Linked DNA regions of Hordeum vulgare: region 2 is linked to region 1. Evidence: chromatin contacts called from public Hi-C data. All regions are on one chromosome and are shown on one strand. Each heading gives the region's core, a stretch centred on a gene start, on an enhancer-like site or on the middle of the called end of the contact. The rest is flanking DNA. Distances are from core to core; before and after follow the strand shown. Region 1 holds the start of LOC123441748 (RNA demethylase ALKBH10B). Region 2 holds the start of LOC123441764 (UPF0603 protein OsI_019212, chloroplastic).

Region 1 (4,480 bases), core at 895-3,394:
GCATTGACATCGAATGTGATGAGAAATCTTTTAGAATTAATGTGCATAATTATGTGACGAATAAAATCAGATATGGAAACATTTTGCTCACTAGCATTTCGCATGATTTTTGTGGGGTCGGCCAACTATGGCTAGGAAGATCTTGTGCGGAAACCAAGGGCGTCGTTGAAGTTTAAGATGTATGCATGACCCACAGTGTTGAACCATTATGGTCATTTGGCGATGCACAATTTACCACCCAGTCATTATCCTTGCTCTTATCGCCACGTCGATGACTTGATTGGCCATATGCTCGCCACTCCCTCTCACCTACGCCCATGAGCTATGGGGGCCTAGGTTCTCTGGAGAATAGGAGTGCAATAACTTGCACATCGAGGCAAGTGTTCCATCTTTGTTTGGTGGACCAAGGCTAGCGTCTCGTGTGAAGCTTGCACGAGGGGAAGGTTCTCTATGGCCTTAGGCTACTCATAATGGAGACTATCATATATTAGTATCATGCATATGATACAAGTGTATGATATTACCTTCATAGTGCATAGTTACATCGAGTAGTATCATATATGCCTTTATTTATTGTCATGCATGACACAAAGTAGCATAACATTTAACATGATATGATATCTACGTATGTTACTCTAACCCTCTCTTTCATCTTTAATTCTATGCCACATCAGCATGTTTGATATTCCCGAGTGTATGTTACCAGCTAAGATACCTCCACTATGACTAGCCTTACATGCGCTTCACTGTATCTGGATGGAAAGAAATCCCATAATCTTTAGGAGTAGGTCGCAACCTACGTTCATGATTATCGAGGGTATTAAGGATGTTGGTTACATTGAAGCTTGTTGATATTAAGAATGTTGTGTATAATTATGATCGTCGCTATAATGCTCTTGAACAACACCCCCCCCCCCTCTTTTACAAAAAATACATCATGAAAAGAAGATACATCTGCACAATGAAAATAAGATATGTCGCACAATGTAGGACCTATGATACACCCGTGGACACGCCCGCTCAGGAGAGAGAATGAAAAAAAAAGGCTCAATCGAATCCCTGATATCATCCCTATACGCCCGGGCTGTCCGGAAACCCTCATATGGAGGAAAAATATAGGAAGGATATGAGGACTCGCAGACGTGCCCGAGCGTGCCCAGTCAGTCCGCCACGTAGGACGCGACCCCATCCTAGACCATCTTTTTTTTTCTCTCTCTTTCTCTTCATCAATCATGTGCAAGTGATCGGACATATGAGAAAGAAAATAAGAATTATGAATGCGCAGATGGACAAATAGGGGCACATCCGGTCACTGACCGGACGTGTCCGCGGATGTTGAGGAAGTCATATTTGCTACGTTCGTCCGTAAATGCTCTCATCAGTTGAGAGGCCACCTATTTTAATAACAAAGAGACAAATCTCCATGAGACTCATACACAAAACTCTAAGAGAAGGCTGAGGTCAAACCATTGTGGACGTCTAGTGCATTGTGCATATCCCATCTTCAAAAGTCAAAACGTGTGAATTTTACAAATGTGTAAGCATGCGAATAGCTGGATAATTCATTGATTGAATTACCTACTTCCCAAAACAGGGCTCTACAGCCTATCCATGCGCGGTCACACCCAATAGACAGTAAAAAAAGAACTTCCCTATTCGCCTGTCCCCAATCATATCTTGCACAAACAAGAACAAAAAACCGAACGAGGGTGCGGGGTCCTGAGATGGACGGCTGGGATGGTGCGTGATCCAACCAGGCTCCCACGCATGGCCACCCGGTATCCCGGTCCAAGGACGGGCCCAAGGACCTGGCTCACGCCGTCGCGACAGTGCATCCCGAGGCCATCCGCCACGGTGAGTGACGTCCCAGTGCGCCGAACCGCGCAGCCCATTCTCTGTGTGCAGCGCGCGCGCGGTCCACACGCGCCCCCGTAGGCCGGGTGGAGTCGAGCCACCTACAACCAAAGCGAGGCTGACCAAAAAAAACTAACTGCTGCCACCACCTTGTCGGATCTGCGCCCGTACCCGCTAATCGGCGCCACGTCACCCCGCCCCTGGGCGCTGTTGGCTACGGGTACCCTCGGCCGCTTCTTCTCCGGGGGTATTTATAGGCGCGCCCCCGAGAGAGAAGCGCTCCCCACAATACCAAGCCGATTTAGAACAGGCCGGGCGTCGAACACCTTGACGCCATTACAAAAAGCTTGGGCGGAGAGAGCGGCACGCACACGTCCGGGGAGGGAAATTCGGGGAGGAGGAGGAGGGACAGCCAGTGGCTAGTGGGAGGGGAGCGGGTAGCCTGGCGATCGCGGGAGGGATGACGACACCGGCGGCGGGGGCCCCGGGGTCACCGGTGGCGGCGCCGGATCAGGTGGCGGCCAGGGACGCCGTGATCGGGTGGTACCGCGGCGAGTTCGCGGCCGCCAACGCCGTGATCGATGCGCTGTGCGGCCACCTCGCGCAGATCGGCGGGGCCGACTACGACGCCGTCTTCGCCGCGCTCCACCGCCGCCGCCTCAACTGGTTCCCCGTCCTCCACATGCAGAAGTTCTACTCCGTCGCCGACGTCGCCGCCGAGCTGCGTCGCGTCTCCGACGCCCGCGCCGCCGCCGCCTACTCCGAGGAGGAGGCCGCGTCCACGGTGATCCACGAGCCCATGGACGAGCTCGTCGTCACCGTCGCCGCGGAGCCCGAGCCTATACCGGAGGCGCAGCCCGACGTCGCCGTCCACCCCGTCGACGCGGGCCGCGAGCAGGAGGCGGACGGCGAAGATTCCTCGGGAGATTCGTCGGAGCGGAAGGCGGCCTCCACGGAAGACGACGCTGTCCACGACGGACGTAAGTACAACCATCTCTCTATAAATTATTATAAAATCCTCGTGTGCGCGTAGCACCTCAAATTTTTTCCCTTTCCGGCCGCATTCGAATCCTTCCGTTAGTTTCAATCCGTCTGTGGAACCGATCTCCCGTTTTGGCCCCGCCACGCAGACGGTTGGATCTGGTCGTTACGTTTGTTTTGCCCGTGGTTTCTTCCGCAAGCTTTTGCCCACTTAAACATCTCCTGTTTTATCGGGGCCAAATAATAACCAAAAAAGGGGTCCGAATTAGGCTTCGAAATGACTCCATCTTTATGGTATCGTTAATTATTTACGTGTTGGTTCGTCGAACCGGCGTACCGGGCCCATCAAGCCCGGTGGTTAGGGGGAAAAACTGGAGCGAGAGAGCCAATAATTTTTCCGTGCAGGGCCACCAAAGGAAGAGTTATTAGTCCAGGTCGCGTGGATCGGACGGCGGAGACAGCCTCGGCCGGTCAATCCTGGCCACAGGTGCCGGCGGCGGCGCACTCCCCGTGAAACGGCATCACGAGGTCGCTGGGAGTAGAAAACCCTACGGCTTTTCCCCCGACGCCGTCCGCCCTCTCTTTCCGTGCGCCAACTTTATTTTCGGTTCGCCCGCACTGCACGCGCCCTCCTCGCTCGGCCACCCTTTTGGGCCTGGGAGAGCAGTACTGGACAGTACGGCCGCTACCCGCCACCAGTAACCTAATTAGCTCATGTGTTTACTTTTGGTGTGGCTGCTTTTTTGCCAAATTAATGTACTCCTATCACCCGTCGGGGGTGCAAAACGTGCCGCGCCGTGGCGGGGACTCTGACGCCTTGTCCGGCCGGCCAGCTCGCGGCGGTTCCACTCCACCTCGTGGGCACCGTTGTGCGTTGCAGTCTGCTGTGGAGCGCCAACAGGCTGCCATGGGGGCGGGCTCCATTTTGGGGGCATATACTCCAGCAATGCTAGGCTGTAGCCTCGCCGTCGCGGAGGGCGGGCGGCATAAAATATTTCAGGTGAATCTGGGTAGCATGTGCCTTGGGTGTCATCAGATTTGGCAAACGGCGGTCTCGACAAAACCTTTGCGTCCTTCGCCCTTTTGAATGGGGTGATTAATTGGCGATGACACCGAGTTTGAACTCTTCTGCTTCCGGGCTGTGTTTTTCAAGTGCTCCGCGGCTCGAATTGAGGTCTTCCATCTTCATCTTCGGGCTGGGGGTGACGGTGATGAATGACCACGCTTGGTCACCGGGTCAAAAAAGAAGGGTCTGAAACGACAATTATATGTGAAAGTATTCTGGAATGGGTGAACTTCATGAACTTTGATTTGTCATCTCTGTTCTCGTATTGACTGACGAGAGCGGTATTTGTCGCGGCGCTACAAATTTGGACACGTAAGAGTTGACATTTTTCTGGAGCAATTTTTTTTATCTTTAATAAAATACTCTGAATTATCATGGTACAACATGGTATATATTTTTTTTAAATGTGCACATCGGGTTAGTCCGCTCTCACTTTGAGAGCGACGCAAGTGATTGCAAAGAGCATAAATACCATATACCATGAACGATTTTCACTTTTTTATTACCAAATTTATCTTGTTACCACTCCTTCCGTTCCTAAATATAAGTTTTTAAAAAAATAAAAATTACCCTACAAAC
Region 2 (4,480 bases), core at 689-3,188, 140 kb after region 1:
GATATATGGAACTAAATTATATATATAGTAAATATAATTCCATTTCAAATAATTGTTTGATTAATTCAGAAGTCCAAAATAAATGTTTCTCTGATTTCAAAAATATTGGTTGACATTTTTACATTATGCTAATATTTTATTCGAAAACGAGGGTCATTTTCTTGGATCATTTTGAAGCAATTTTTATATTTCTTATTTGACAAAAATTGGTTCCTCACGCTTGATCACTTCCTCATTTCAAATTCAAAAGAAAATAAAAATGCATGCATGAATGCTTCGCAAGCAAGGGTAAAACTAGGGTTGTGACACCTTGCCCTATGTCCAGCGTCACCGGAGTCGGCCTGATTAATGGACCAACGAAGGATATCGACTGACATAGTACCCTTTGTTGTGTCAGGAATCATCGTCTTCAACTCCTCCAAAGTTGTCTTCCTCGCCGTAGCGTCTCACTCCTTGTGCATTTCTTCCATGCTGAAGTTCGAGCAGACTTCCATGGTGTTCTCGAACTTGGTGCGGTCACCGAGCAAGCACCCGAGGAAAAAAGGCATCCGTCCAATGCCCTGACAGAAGGGGTTGGGGATGGGTTGTGGTTTCTATTGGAGTTCATGGCAACGGATAGGAGGTAGAGTGACGGACATAGAGAGTTATCTGAGTGAGGTGGTGGGTAAGTAGTGACCGTGAGGATGGGTAAATAAAGGGGTTATGGCTGATAGGTTTTAATGGCTATGAACCTTTGAACTTTGTGCTCTTCATAATGTAGATCGAGATGGACAAGTGCAAGGAGGTGTTGTCGCCCATGGAGAAGGCAAACTGCATTGTGCCGCCCATGGACAAGGGCAAGGACGTGGTGCCGCCCTTGGAGATGGTGCCGCACACGCCCTTTCAGGTGCCGCACACGAACAACGACGTGGTGTCCGAGGAGCCCCCCAGCGACAAGCGTCGGAACTACGGGCACTAACATGAGGAGGGTGGGCCAACTCACTTCTACAAGGTGATCATGGCCCCAAAGCTCGAGGTCATACCAATGTCCCTAAACTTCACGAAGCACTTCCTCACCGTGCTAACAGAGTTAGAGCTAAAGACGAACCCCGACTATTCATGGATGGTCACTGCCCGACAGGGTTGAACCACCTTCGGCGCCGTTCATCAGACCAAAATCGGGTACATGGTGACCTTCAAGTTGCTGACTCCCAGTACGCTCAAGGTCATCATCTTCAACAACGACGCCATTGAAGTAGTGACCAAGTGCGGAAGGCACGATGACACCTTTGTCGTGAACGTCTAGGACGGCTATTCGTTGCTCCAACCGGTTTAGTATCGACTATATCATGTTGCTTTGCTTCAGAACTGCTATGTTTAAGTATAGTACTATGTTTAAAACTGGTTGTTATGGTTTAGAACTATGTTAATATGCTATCTTTTGTGTGCCTTTGGATTCTTCTACGCGCCCATATATGTTGGTAATCTTACCACCTCGTCGAAGAGGTTATGAGACAACAGGCGTTGCATCAAACCAAACACTATGCCTTGTGTTTGCGCCTAAGCAAACAGGTAACTAAACAGGTTACCTTTCATTATACGTCGTACAGGCTAGAAGGTATACAAGCAACCAAACTAGATGCATATATTAAAAAATATACATGTTTTTTCCTCAGCCATGCCCAACTACGCGATGCAAGCAAAAGTTGGTGCGAGAACCAAACAAGCCCTAACCGTTTATGGTTATCTTTGGGTTTTTTCATTTCCGTTCACGATGCCTGTAGTCTGTAGACGCAAACAGCAGAAAAAACCATATAGCTATGCAAACTGCAAACTCCATCGCATTGTGACAGAGACAGACATGGCGGGGCGTCCACGCTGGAGCCGCGCCTTATCCGACTCCAGAATCCCAGCCACCCAATCACGATCCGACTCGAGTGACGCCGCTCACAACAAACAAAATGGACGCGGCAGAGCAACTCCGGCGTGATCTCTGCCCCTCACAAGCCCCACACCCCGCTCCGCGGCCATGGAGACCCTCCTCTCCCCCTCCGCATTGCTCGGCCCGCTCCGGGGCTCCAGGAAGCTAGCGGCCCCCGCCGCCGTCCCGTGCAGCAGGTCCGCCGTCTCCTGCTCGCTCAAGAAGCAGACGCAGACGCAGGCGGGCGTCGCCTGGCATGGAGACGGCGGCGTCGGGAGCTGGGCGTCGTTCTTGCACCATGGCCTCGCCGCGGCGGCGCTGTCCCTGGCCCTGACCTTGTCGCCCGCGCCCGCGCCGGCCGTGGCGTCGGAGTTCGACGTGCTCAACGACGGGCCGCCGGCCGACACGTACGTGGTGGACGACGCCGGCGTGCTGAGCCGCGTGACAAAGTCCGACGTGAAGCGCCTCGCCCGCGACCTCGAGGCCCGCAAGAACATCCGGATCAACTTCGTCACCGTCCGCAAGCTCACGGTACGTGCAGTGCAGTGTCTCGATCAGTAAGCGCGCGGCTCGTCGCCGGCGGCCGGCTACCAAAAGCTCACGCGTGCCCTTGCTCACTGGGTACGTACGTACGTACGTGTGTGTGTGTGTGCAGAGCAAAGCTGACGCGTTCGAGTACGCGGACCAAGTGCTGGAGAAGTGGTACCCGACGGTGGAGGAGGGCAGCAACAAGGGGATCGTGGTGCTCGTCACCAGCCAGAAGGAGGGCGCCATCACCGGCGGCCCAGCCTTCGTGCAGGCCATCGGCGACGCCATCCTCGACGCCACCGTCTCCGAGAACCTCCCAGGTAATCAATTAGCTCTCCCTTTCCATAATGACCGTTAGATGCATGCTATAGTATACGATGTTCATCACTAGGGCGGCGACGGAGCATGAGATGAGCGTTTGATTGATATGCTCGCATGCATTGCATTGCAGTGCTGGCGACGGACGAGAAGTACAACGAGGCGATCTTCTCGACGGCGAAGCGGCTGGTGGCGGCCATCGACGGGCTGCCGGACCCGGGCGGGCCGGCGTTCCAGGAGAGCAAGCGGGAGTCCAACTTCAAGAGCAAGGAGGAGACGGACGAGAAGCGCGGGCAGTTCACGCTCGTCGTCGGCGGCCTGCTCGTCATCGCCTTCGTCGTGCCCATGGCGCAGTACTACGCCTACATCTCCAAGAAGTGATCCAGTCGAGCGCCGTGCACTGTACAGTACAGTAATTTTTCGAATCCCCCCGGTTTTCTGTTGGACTAAAGTTTTAGAAGTGAACACAGAGAGATCAATGCAAGCGCACCCGCACTCGTGTGCAATGTTCGGAGCCAAGGAATTTGACAGATCATATGTCAGCAACCGTGCTTACAAGGCACCGCACCTGCGGACCATGGGTTCGACCCCACAGACGAGGCCATTTCGGATAGCACAGCCTAACACGAAGTATCTTGGGCCCCAATGGGCCACCTAGGCCCGGCACGATCCATCCGTCATTACTTGTATCCCTGAGCGTGTCGTGCGCATCCAGTTGGATAAGGACGAACCAACGGCTCTCTTCCCCTCCCACTCTCTTCCTCCTCCGCAAGATCCGCATGGCTATCCCGATGAAATCGAGCTTGTATGCTATCACGAACTATAGATCTGCTACCATGAACTATAGATCGATTTGTACCTAACATCCTGGTATCACAGACCACCATCACTCCTCCCTGCCGCGCCCACTCTGGAGACACGACAACGCGTCCACGCGTGGCAAGTCTTCCTCGCCGCCATGGATCCAGCACTCAAGGAGTACCTGGATCAGATGCCTCGGGACGCCAAGTCCGACTCCGTCTCCGTCCTCAAGCAACTGCAGGCGCAATCCTCCCAGATCAATGACCAACTCCGCTGGAAGTCGGATCTCGAAGCCCGCTTCGCGAAGCTGGAGACCATGATCGCCACCGCTCCTTCGTCGTCAAATGGAGTGACACACACCCTCCCGCCGTCGCTTCCTGCGCGAGGAGATCTAGACGGGCCAAGTGGCCACGGCGACGTCGATCTCACCGGGGGGGGGGGGGGGGGGCGTCGGTGACTACCGTGTCACCGGCGGCACTCCCGCTCACGGGTATGACTCACCTCCCGCTTACCATCATCACCCCTCCCTGTCATCCCCAGTCCTCCCTTCCCTCAGCCAACCACCCCATCCATGAACTTCCTTGTGTTCACGGGCGAAAACCCGCAGCTATGGAAGACGCTCTGTGAGCAGTACTTCCAGATGTTCATGGTCCACGACACTTACCGCGTTCCCATGGCCATCCTCAATTTCTCGGGCCCTGCTGGCATTTGGCTGTAGTCGGTCTAGAAAAAATTGATTGGGCTGGATTGGGAGTCATTTACTTCCCTTCTCTGCACCCGCTTCGGCCGCGATAAACACCATATCCTCATCCGCCAGTTTTATGCCATCAAACAAAGCACCACAGTTGCTGATTTCATCGAGCGTTTCGAGTTCCTAATGAACCATTTGATATCTTACTCTGAAGCTACTCATCCGTATTTCTTTTCTTAACT

What was found. A called contact is a pair of places that touch in the nucleus more often than the background predicts.
Region 2: a contact with region 1 is called in a Hi-C map of leaf, with 4 times the contacts expected there. The contact joins the promoter of LOC123441764 here to the promoter of LOC123441748 in region 1. A contact is called at or near these places in 4 of 6 Hi-C or Micro-C datasets (leaf and seedling) and 1 of 1 datasets of contacts at active chromatin or transcription factors (embryo).

What each region holds. Positions count from the first base shown.
Region 1 is chr1H:418,766,782-418,771,261 of MorexV3_pseudomolecules_assembly, forward strand. It overlaps LOC123441748 (RNA demethylase ALKBH10B), which reads left to right and starts at 2,145. Exons shown (of 7, transcript XM_045118012.1): 1 at 2,145-2,834. The coding sequence starts at 2,315.
Region 2 is chr1H:418,905,598-418,910,077 of MorexV3_pseudomolecules_assembly, forward strand. It overlaps LOC123441764 (UPF0603 protein OsI_019212, chloroplastic), which reads left to right and starts at 1,939. Exons shown (of 3, transcript XM_045118014.1): 1 at 1,939-2,431; 2 at 2,556-2,748; 3 at 2,880-3,265. The coding sequence starts at 2,009. The coding sequence ends at 3,127.